Regions from separate parts of the Mus musculus genome. Here region 2 is linked to region 1. A link is a contact called in public Hi-C data. All regions are on one chromosome and are shown on one strand. Each heading gives the region's core, a stretch centred on a gene start, on an enhancer-like site or on the middle of the called end of the contact. The rest is flanking DNA. Distances are from core to core; before and after follow the strand shown.

The links. A called contact is a pair of places that touch in the nucleus more often than the background predicts.
Region 2: a Hi-C map of cerebellar granule neurons shows a contact between it and region 1, with 1.8 times the contacts expected there. The contact joins the promoter of Csmd1 here to the enhancer-like site in region 1. A contact is called at or near these places in 3 of 484 Hi-C or Micro-C datasets (cerebellar granule neurons and cerebral cortex) and 1 of 115 datasets of contacts at active chromatin or transcription factors (embryonic stem cells).

What each region holds. Positions count from the first base shown.
Region 1 is chr8:17,463,938-17,469,771 of GRCm38.p6, reverse strand. The region is part of intron 1 of Csmd1 (CUB and Sushi multiple domains 1); the gene reads left to right. It overlaps C030002A05Rik, which reads left to right. Exons shown (of 1, transcript XM_030243881.1): 1 at 1-5,834. Among named protein-coding and RNA genes, the nearest start is that of C030002A05Rik, 26 kb to the left of the region's middle. Within about 2 kb of position 4,156, at least 19 of the 459 cell types and tissues checked have an H3K27ac peak or open chromatin away from gene starts, as enhancers often do. A contact at or near this core is called in cerebellar granule neurons and cerebral cortex, where this site is marked.
Region 2 is chr8:17,533,855-17,539,543 of GRCm38.p6, reverse strand. It overlaps Csmd1 (CUB and Sushi multiple domains 1), which reads left to right and starts at 4,159. Exons shown (of 70, transcript NM_053171.2): 1 at 4,159-4,654. The coding sequence starts at 4,570.

The DNA of each region.
Region 1 (5,834 bases), core at 2,907-5,406:
TGGCTTCTTTTAGGAACACACACACCACACCTCTCATAGTGATATCCATTTCAAGTGAACACTGGTATAGAAAAAGAAAAAAAAAGTATATTCCAAACATCTCTGAAATTATCATTGCTTTCAAGGTTCAATGTGGCTTGCTAGCTGTTGGACTTCCAAACCTGAGGTACCTATGCAAGGCAATAGTTTGGATGCAACAGGGTTCATACCCGGCACTGATGCTCCAGTCAATTGATCATTACACATGTCCACTGCTTAAGTTACTGCTGTCTTCCTTACAGCTCCTGAGAGCAAAGGCTTAGGACTGTGCAATGGCTTCTCCCACAGGGCACCCTGAGATGGTCTGAATCCCAATCTCTGATGGCCTTGTGGAAGCTTTTCCTTGTGGTTAAAGAGGACATCTGGGTGTAGGAGCTTTACAAAATGAAAGCCCACAGTCCACAGCCTTATCCTGTCCACAACTACATTAAAAGGGAATTCATTCTATCAACCCTTTTGGCACTAATTATGTAAGGGAGGTCATTTGCTAATAGAATACATCTAATTGTTCTGCAATGTGAACATGATATTAAATCACAAGATTGTTTACTGCCAGAAGAAAATGTGTGATCGATGAAAATTGTTGCTAAATAGAAGGATGAGAGTATGATAGTGGAGAGAGTGATAGAGGATGAAGAAGAAGAGGAGAAAAGGGAGAAGAAGAGGAGAAACAGGAGGAAGAGGAAGATAAGGAAGAGGGTGATGATGTGGAGGAGGAAAAACAGGAGGGGAAAGACAATGTTAAGAGTTTTCATGTACAGTTAAACACTATTTTGAAATACTAATACTAAGCCATGCCAACACAGCTGATATTTTCTAATTCAGTTCCACTGAAGATATTCTCCCAAGTTCTAAACTTCTTACAGAAGCTCTCCACTTAACTCTGAGCAATGGTCAGGAAGAATGATGGATGCAATTGCACTGTGATAACAGGAAGTGCGTTTCCCACACAGAGGAGTACTTAGAATAAGAGGAAGATGGAAGGAAGTGAGTCTCAAGTTTCAGGGAGGACCTTAGTAGCTAACTCACATTGTTGCTGTATATACTGAGGAGCAACTTCCTAGAGAGTCCTTGGTGATGTTTGGCAGCCTTCTACAGATGCTAGAACAAGCATGGAAGAACTCTAGGCTCTCATGGTGCACCTAACTTTTATTCAAGGGTTTGTAGGTGTTTCTGAAATGATGTTCCCTATACTCTGCAAAAATGTTGGTGAAGAGACCCCTCCCTATGAGTGCTCACACATTTATACATATTTAGGTGACTGTATAGGGAGATCCTTGTGGTTTTTAAAGAATGAGCTTAAAGAAGACAAAAATACTATAAAATCACACTTGTACCACATTTCATGTAAAATAATCATCACTTTTGAGGTCATTTTGGAAAACTGAAATAGACTTTAAGGTATAATTAAGTTTTCCCCACCATTTCTACGTAATAGGCCACTGTGTTCCATCCTCTTATTGTGGAGTGGGGGCAGATGGCACATTTCATTTCGCCATTCCCAGAAGCCCCCATATGCACATGACACAGAACTGGATAGGTTCCTCAGAATCTGGAAGGCTCTCAGCCTAGGCCACAAACAGCGTCTGAGAGTCAGCTGTAAGTAACTCCATCCATGACTGTCAAGTGAAATGATGATCTCATGGAAGAGTGGTACTTCTCTGTAGAAAATAGTTTTATCAGACTTAATTTTAAGAAACATTATATTTTCTAGATGTGTAAGTTAGTCTTTCCAGGATGCATTTCATTTCCTCTTTAAGACTTCATTATTCACATTCCAATTTTCTTAGTGAAGAAGTACAAAATCTATCACTCGAGGAAGCTGGTTGAAACAACCATGAGAATATTTTGCTACAGCAGATTTATTAGAGAAACACATAGATCCATTGTCTAAAAGGTTGTGCTTCACCAACATCAACTTCTCATAAAATCGCCCATCCTATCTTTGAAACACTGCATGTATATGTGGCTACCTGCATGGTGGACAACCTTCATTCAGTCAGTGGTTCTGATTTATTATTCCCTTTTAGTTTCTTTTAATGCATTTATTATTTATAGGATGCTTTAAAGGGTTGGGGAGAGTTCTCAGCCATAAAAGTTCTTGCTGAACTAGCCTGAATACCTGAGTTTGAATGCCCAGCACCAGTGGAAACCCAAGAATGGAGTCATGTGACTGCCATCCCACAACTAGGGACAGAGAGACACTATAAAATCAAGACCTTGATGTTGACAAAGGGAAATGAACATCTCCAGGAGTAAATGCCCTCAGAGTTCTGGAGAGTATATGGCATACTTTCAATATTTGTTTAAAGCTGTGGTTCTAACCTGTGGGTTGTGACCTCTTTAGGGTGGTATCAAGTAACTCCTATGGGGTGGTATCAAGTAACACTTTCACAGGGGTCACATTTCAGATATCCTGCATATCAAATATTTACAACTCATAGAAGTTGCAAAATTACAGTGAAATAACAACAAAAATGATATTATGGTTGGATCTCTCCACAGTGTGACAAACTATATTAAAGCCTTATAGCATTAGGAAGGTTGAGGACCACTGCCCAAGAGATTAGTGACAACCCAGGTTCCAGTAAGCCTTTCACTTCACATAATGTCTCAGCACCCATACTAGCATAGAAGATGTGCTTAAATAACATCACCCTTAAAGACAATTCTCAGACCTCTTATACAAGGTATTTTCTGTGGAGATGATGACTGAAGAGTTTCAAAGCAGGAGAATCTGTGTTAGTTCAACTTCTCTAGTTCCTGTTCTGCTGTGAAGGAAAGAATTGATTCCCACATGCATTTAAAAGTATTGCCTTACAAAGAGTTTGCATTATAGTATTGGGTTTTTTATTTGTTTGTTTTGTTTTTGATTTCTTTTTTTTTTTTTTACCAAAATTGCTTTTTGTCATTCTTTTTTCTGCTACTTCCCCCTCCTCTTCCCATCCTGCCCTCTACTCTCCAGGAGTGCCCAGTCACTTTCATCTCATGTAGGACTTCAGCCTCTAATCCCCTTCCCAACACCTTTCTCTCCTTTTGTGGTATCCTCTCTATGTTGATAGACTATAGAGTCCCCTGCATCCCTTCTTTACACATTTACAAATGTTGAAAGTCAGACTCCACCAATTAGAGAAAATATGTGATGTGTTCTCCTGAGATTACAACACCTCTCTGTGTCTCAGCACAGAGACACCTACCATCTTTGTTCATTGTTCATAACAGCACATGTTCAAGGAAATGAACATAGCCTAGATGTCAGGCAACAGAAGCACAGTTAAAGAAAATGTGGCCTATATACACAATAGGATCTAAGTCAGCTGTTAGGGAGAATAAAATTATGAAATTTCCAGGCCACATGAACATTTGATATTCCTAAACAACTGCCGTCAGCCTTCAAATTTCAATGCAAAAAGAGGAATATGAACTCTGTGATTGAACAAAACCATTTTCACCAGCACACAATTGACCCGAAGACTGGACAGTGCATTCAGGATTCCAATGCATACAGTTCTGTCACCAGGACATGCTTTACAAAAGACTGTGCCTTATTTTGAAGTCACCCCTGAGTACTGCCAACAATATCTGCTGATGCTGAGAACAAGTCCTTAATTCGGAATTAGCCCATGTTCTTGCAACCCAAATGTGCTAACATTCGATTTAGCTCCATAATTGTGGCCATAGACAGAATGCCCTCAAAGTGTTCCTGTGGAGAGTACTCTACTTTCTTTTATAAAAACATTTTTATGCCCTGAGTTATCTTCCTGACTTCATCAGATGCCTGCTGAACACCACCTGTCTTTTTGGCATTGGGACATCCTTTGAAGTGCTGGCTTTGTCTTTCCAGGGCAAATGGAGCTCATTCTGTATATCAGTGGCCACAGGTTTCATTTAAGACTGGGGCAGGGATAGGTGGGAGCAGAGAGGGACCTCCCATGGAAGGGATCCCACTGGATGCTCTGCACTGAATCCCTGGGATGATGCACGCACACATGGTACCTAGAATTTGCTGAAAAGATTCAAGCAACTTTGAAATCGGCAGGATGCCACTGTGACAGATGGGTCTCCATGTGGCCACGGTGCCAAGTCTTCTATGCATCAAGTGTCTCTGCTGAAAGTTTGAGCCTCCGCCAGTCATATCCAAATGGATGTCTGTCTCCAGACCTGGAAAGGGTGTGTGAGGCTCCATGGTCTTCCCAGTCCTACAGCCCAAGGCTCTAATCCACCCCTCCCTTGGGTTTGCTCAGGAAGCCTGGAAGCTTATAATTGAGAGTTAAATTGATGCAGTCATCATCCTGCTTTCTGCTTCACCTTCTGCTGCAGACAGCCCGGGAAACCTCAGCAGTGTCTCCTCTGCATGTGCTGGTTCATGGAAACTCTAGGAAGAAAACACATGCTGGGAGCAGGCACGAGCAAGGAAGATAGCATGCAGATTCTCCTAAATTGGATGTTTCAGTGCAAACACTTCAGTGTCTAAATGTATATCAGAATCTGTGGTTGTTAATCTACATGTAAATGTTTCCTTAAGACACATAGCTACTCACAAACATGATAAATCAATGGAGGAAACTCTGTTACTAGGGTGTGAGTGGAGTATGTTAACAAATGGCAGTGTATTGCATTTTCTTTCATGTATGCATATGCATTAAATATAAATTTATAAGCATGTATAATATATGGATGTGTGTATACTTATATGCATGTTATATATTCATATGTATATTAAAAATCTCATATGTGTGATGGAGAGCTTTTGATCCCATGCCCTTCATTTGGCAGCTACAATCTGTAAGACCTAATTTAGCATGACCTTATTAGACAAAGGAGCTAAGTAGCCTTTAGGATGTTTCTGAAAATGAATTACAGTGGCTCCTGCCCAGCATTTTGACATCAGAGAGAAAGTATCCCATTTCCTTGCAGAGAGCACCTTCCATCTGTCTGGAGGAATATCCCTTGTCTTACTTGGGATGTCAGTCAAGACCTGTGGAATAGCAGTGGTCCAAGGTATGAATGTCCATGGGTCTGTCTTGTAGAGTTTCTCTACTTCTAGTCTGGTACATGAATTTTTTAAGCTGAGAAAATCCGTAGTGTTCTTGAAGTTGAGAGCATCTAATTTTTTATTACATTCAACCTCTCCAGGCTTATTGGTATGAATTAGATCCTAGAAAAAGACCTGGGAACTTTACAGAGGGAAGGAAGACTCCACATTTTTATCTTACAGTGTGTAAGGATAAAATGATTTGTGCATCCTACAGTATGCTTACCTCACTTGCATCGTCTCCCCACCTCATTTTCCTATCTGTAAATGTCACAATGTTACATTTTTCTCTTTGCCTTCAACATGTTTGAAGGAGAAACTATTCTCAGAATTGAACTTGAAGTTCAATGAGTTAAATATAAGTGTACATTTTTATATGTGCATATATGTAGACATGCATATGTATGCAATACATATTTACATATTTGTAAATAATTCTCATATGTGTGATAGAGAGCTTCCAGAACTCATGACCTTCATTTCCCGGCCGCGATCTTTAAGAACTAATTTACTATCCATACGCTCAAAATCTTTCTTTCTGCTGTTTTAGGTGCCAAATTGTTATTTGCCTCCTACAGAAGTATTTCTCAGGAATTGAAATATCATACCTAATACAAGAAATTATAATCACTGGATTTATAATTTTAAATCTTAATTGGATACAATTAATTAGAGCCCTATTTTTATAGATTCCTTTGATAATTACATTAATTAAGAAGGATGCACCATAATTGGGTTCTGTCCAAACAGTAATATCTCT
Region 2 (5,689 bases), core at 2,910-5,409, 70 kb before region 1:
CTGGAGAAGCTGAGTGTTCTACATCTTCATCTGAAGGTTGCTAGGAGAGGATTAGCTTCTAGGCATCTTGAACAAGGAACTAACCAGTAACCCCAGAGCCCCAGGGACTAAACCACCAACCAAAGAAAACACATGGTTTCTTGACTCATGACTCAAGCTGCATATGTAGCAGAGGATGGCCTAGTCCATCATCAATGGGAGGAGAGACCCTTGGTCCTGTGAAGGCTCTATGCCCCAGTGTAGGGTAATGCCAAAGTCAGGAAGTGGGAATGGGTGGGTTGATGAGCAGGGAGAAGGATGAGGGGATAGGGCGTTTTCGAAGGGGAAACCAGGAAAGGGGATAATATTTGAAATGTAAATAAAGAAAATATCTAATAAAAAAAAAGCTTACACTGATAGTGACACACCTACTCCAACAAGTCTACAGCATCTAATAGTGCCACTCCCTGGGCCAAGTATATACAAAACATCACACTGATTTAAGTTATTGTTATGCACAGAGATGCCCATGGTTCCTAGAGTGCCCTTTCAGGCAAGCTACATAATGATGAAAGAGGATTCACAAGTCTCTTAATCTATGCAATGAACCATTTATCGTGAGTATCCACCACCCTAAAGGCATGCACACATAGAATGCACACACTGCTTTATCAGAAAGGCATAGCAAAGGCTTGGCAGGCAAGTATGGATGAGCCACTCAAGAGAGTCATGCACAGCAGCGTGTGTCATCACACTTGCTTATGTGCCTCTACCTCCTTTCAATGGTGGCCTGGGGATTGCTGTATTCTAAGGTCACTTACAAAGAATAGTGATATGATATTACTGTCAGAACATTCTATACCCCTGTCACATTATGCTCTCCCCTTAGGGAGGTGGCAGGGCAGAGAAGAATCTTGCCATCAACTGTATATGTCCTAAGGTCTTTTGTGGGGGAGAGGGATTTATATGGGTACAAACATCCAAGTAGAGTTCACCTTCTGGCTTTTGAAGGAGGTGCCTTCCTATAGGTAGCCAGATTTCTTAAAGAAAGAAGTCCCCTCCAACTCTTTCATGATCGTCCATCTATTTCAAATACAGGATTAAGGAAGCCAAACAAAGTCATATTTAGCCATCCTAGCAACAAGCTGTATTCTCTAAGATTTTCATACCCGTACAGCTCTTCAGCTAATTAGTATTCTCATTTGTACATTGTGAAAAGCAATCTATATTTATCTCAAGCATCATGTTTCTGTCCTCTCCTTAGGTGATTCCATCTCACAGGGGCTTTTCATCTCTTGAACGTTTAGGTTGTCATCCTTCATGTGGATGATGCTGGGCCCTCAGGGACATCGCCATCTTTTCAGCACAGCAGGGGCCTCTCTGCTCTTTCTCTTTGAACTCCTCCGGGCCAGTCTGGATACCAACCATGTTTCTAGAGTAGCTTATCCAGGTTGTGGAGGCCGAAGAGTGCTCTGCAGAGACTGAGAAAGATGTCCACACCCATGCAGTGGCACAAACCTTCCAGTCACTGCAAAGAGGCCCCGCAGCATTTCTAGGGGTGAAATCTCACTGTCCCTCACTGAGATTACCTTGTAACAATTCTAAATTAGGGCCTTCTCAGATCTGAGGGAAATTACGCCCTCATATCAAATCAGAGACCCAAAGAGGGGAGACCCTCTAGGATGCTATCAATGTTCTTTGTCTATGGCATAGGGATATGAAGGTATACTCGGCAAAATCTTCCAAGAAGGTAGGTGACCGGAGTGGAAGATGAAAAAGAGATGGGATTATGGCTTTCCTAAAAGAAAAGCAGAGCACTAGATGGCAGCAGAGCCCCATGGTTTCCTTCTGGGCTGTGAAGTGCCTGAGATCCTAGGTGGGGGAGATTCCCAATATTATCACATTCCTCCAAAATGAGCTATTCTTCCTGGACAGTCTTATGCCTTGGGCTCACAATCAAGTTGCAATCTGACAAGGTCGTTCTAACTTCCAGACTCAGGATCTTTCTTCCTTTCTAATCTGAAACAAAGTGATTGTCATTTTTTTGACTGTTGTTGCTCTACAATTTTACTCAAATAGATAATTTGCAACAAAAGCATCCCCCCAAAAAGTGTTTTAATTATTGTTGTTTTGAGACAAGGCCTCCCTGTGTAGCTCTGGCTAGCCTGAAACTCTCTTCCTAGACCAGGCTGGGCTTGAACTTGAGGTGATGGCCCCGTCTGTCTCCTGAGTGCTGTCTCTACCGGTCTGTATCACCCTGGATCTGAAAGAAAAAGGGTCTTTAAGCCTGTGGCCATGAAGGAGCCACTCAATCTTGAGTTGTCAAAGTGCCACCATTCTGTGCAAAGCAAAGGTGTTTGACATCTCAGGTGACACTGAACATTCTTGATTCGGACCCTAATAACATGGCTCCATCTGGGAGCCCCCCCCCACACCCCCCCTCCCCCCGACAAAGAAGTGAGATTTGGAAATGGTTTTTAATGGCAGAAATCCTTCTTGGTGACATGAGTCATTAGGAGTGGCATTCAGAAGACAGGACACCGTTTCTCATGGAGGTCTTCAGCTATGCTGCTTCTGTAGATCAATGGGTCCTAAGGAGGAGCAGCGGATGAGCTATCGGATCTCCTAATAGGTCTTGTTGTTGTTGTTCACTTGCTGGAGTGTAAATAACACCTGGGGGAATGACTTAAAATCACACTGTAGGTGACCCCTTCCACTCCCTGTCACACTGAAGCACACAGGGCATCATTCTCAATCCATTGCTTTAGAGAGATAGCCTGGAATTTTCTCCCCTAGGGATAAGGGAAGAGCAATGGGAGGATACTTTCAAACAAACAAAACAAAAAAACTTCAGATCAGTTCCAAGAGAGCCTGGGGGAAACCTGCAGGAGAACAGAGCCCAGGGTTTTTTTTTTTTTTTTTTTTTTCTGGGGAGCTCCAATCTCCAGGAGAAGGATTCTAGGCTGGATAAAGTCTCTGGTTACTCTTGGAAGGTAAGGTACAGCCGGTGACTCTACATTTTTGGAGTCACTCTCATGCCCTCACGTCATCCGTGGGCTTCAGGGAGCAAGAAAGCTCTAGAACACTAAACTTGAGTGGCACACCGTGACTCTGCCCCTAACAGTGGGCACAATGCTGGTGCGATGATGTGGCCATCAGCCTGCCTCCACACACCATCCTCATTCCTTGGTGTGAACAACTCACAGTCAGCATGGGATGAATGTTCCCATGCTGGGGGCCTGAGATGTCCATCCCTGGCCCCTTCCATCCTATCCTCTAGAACTCCCGAATCCTTTCTAAGAATGGAGCATCTGTGAACTCTAGCCTTCACCTGGTTTGGATTTTTTCAATTAACCTACAGCCTTTTTCTAGTAGTTTACTCTGTGTGCACTCACTGGCTGCAGTAGACCTGCTTTTAGGAACTTCCTTCTGATCCCTCTTGCAGGAATGCTGGATGTGATGCTGGGGTTCACTACACTTTTGTCAATTCTCCTGCTCTCACAACCAGAACAGGGTGGCAGCCCAGTTGGGTTGTTTAGATTCATTTTGTTTCCCACATAGAGCTGGGCTTGCAATGAGGGTAACACTAACAGGACTAAACAGGAGCAGAACAGGAACCTGTCAGAGGCTCATCATAGTTGCAGACAGTCACCTTTTCAAAGGTAATTTATAATTTCTTTTAAAAGCACCATTTTGCTCCCAGTTTCAGTCACAGCTGGGCCCATTCTCTTCCCCCACCTGCATTTCTTTCCTAACTTAGGCAGAGGTCTTCTTCTGGTCAGTAGAGAAAGAGAAGGATGGAGGCTGGCCTCTGCCTGCCCCCACAGAGCCCTCGGGCTCGCTCGCGTGGCCAATTGTATGGTTTTTCCCCGGTGCGCAGCGTGGGCTTCTCCCACTTGAGCGCCCAACAAGTCTCCGTGCTCCAGCCTGCGCGCAGCCGCGCCAGAGACTGAACGCTGCGCTGCCTGCGGGAGCACTAGCAGGGGCCTGAAAGCCCGAGGCCAGGCTGAGTCCCGGACTGCGCGGTGCCAGCCTCCTTCCCCTCTCGGTGGGTAGGATGGTTGAGTCCAGCCACCACGGCAGCGGCTCCTTGCGCCTCTAGCAGCCTGTCTTCGGCGCTCGCTCCCCGCCTTCCTCCCGCTCCAGCCCTGCTCCCCCCTCCCCCCGCGCCCCTCCCGCACCTCCCACTCGCTGGCTCTCTCTCCAGCTGCCTCCGCTCCAGGTTGCTCCCGGTTGCGCGCGCTCCTCTCCCGCCTCGCCCCCTCCCGCAGCCTCGCCGCCTTGGTGCCTTCCTGCCCGGCTCGGCCGGCGCTCGTCCCCGGCCCCGGCAGCCCCGGGGCTGCGCTCGCTCAGAGCATCTTCAGCCCCGCAGTGGCTCGGACCCGATGCTACGGGAGCGGAGCGAGCCGGGCGCGCAGAGCTGCGGGAGGCGTCAGATGCGCGGCCGGGCTGGGGACCCGGAGCTCTTGCCAGCTCGCCTTGCCCTTTGGTGATTACCGGACTCTGTTTAGAGCCCGGTTGTTCCTCGGAGGAGACCGGCGCATCCGAGAGGAGCCATCCGTGTCGTGTGCGTGTGGAATATCTGCAGACATGACTGCGTGGAGGAAATTCAAGTCGCTGCTCCTGCCTCTGGTGCTGGCGGTTCTGTGCGCGGGGCTCCTCACTGCAGCTAAGGGTAAGACAGGCTAGCTCGGTACCGGGGAGACGGCCGAACCCTCGGAGGCCCGGTTTGCGAACGCGAGTGTCTGATCTGAGGATTGTAAGGGACCAAGCGGCAGGCACCGACCGGGTGGCTGTCCACCAGCGACGCTAGGGAACGCAGCGCCCGATACCGAGCTTCCATCGCGTTCTTCCCACCCCTCATCTGCCCCCGCCCCACCCCCGCCCTTCCTTCCCCCTCACTTGGGCTTAAACGACATTTCTCTCTGTGCTGTGTACTGTGGGTTGTCAAGGAGAAGAGAGCCCGACACGAGTTGGGCAGAGAACTGCGCCTTGGCTCCTGGCGCTTGGTGGGCTTGGCGGGTCGCAGGCTGGGGTAGTTCCCACGACTTCTCCCCGGACCCAGCGCACCTGGGAAACATACTGGGCACCGTCAGCCTGGCAAGTTCAAGCTCGCCGGGCTCCTGTGCCATCAGAGAGAGCTCCTAGCTGAGTGGTGTTCCCATAGCCTTACACCTCCTCTCACCCCATTCCTATGCTTCCCCTCCAAGGTACTCAAACTAGCTGTCTCTGGGATGTCGCCTCCTCTTTCCTTCCCTGGACTTTGCTTTTTTGCAAGTTGTGATATCTGGCAAGGTGGGTGAAGCCAGTGGGGAGTTCTGGTCAGGTTTCCCTAGCAGATCAATTCTCTGTGGGTGCAGAGGCAACCCCTGTCAAAGTCTGATCAACCAAAGGAAAGGGCTATTTCTGTATGGTTCCTGGGGCTTTTTTGTCTCAGAGAATTTGGCTTTCTCCTTGAAAGGAGTTAGGGGATGTTTTCTCCTAAGTCTCTACAAGCTGCAACCTTCGGGCTGGTAACAGCTCCTGTGCGCTAGGTTTAGTCTATGGGAAGGAGGAGGAAAGAGAGGAGGAAGGGGGGAGAAGGAGAGAGAGAGAGAGGGAGAGAGAGAGAGAGAGAGAGAGAGAGAGAGAGAGAGAGAGAGAGAGAGAGAGAGAGAGAGGATTGATTTCACATTGGCAAGTACCTGCTCCCATTTCTTCACTCTCTCAT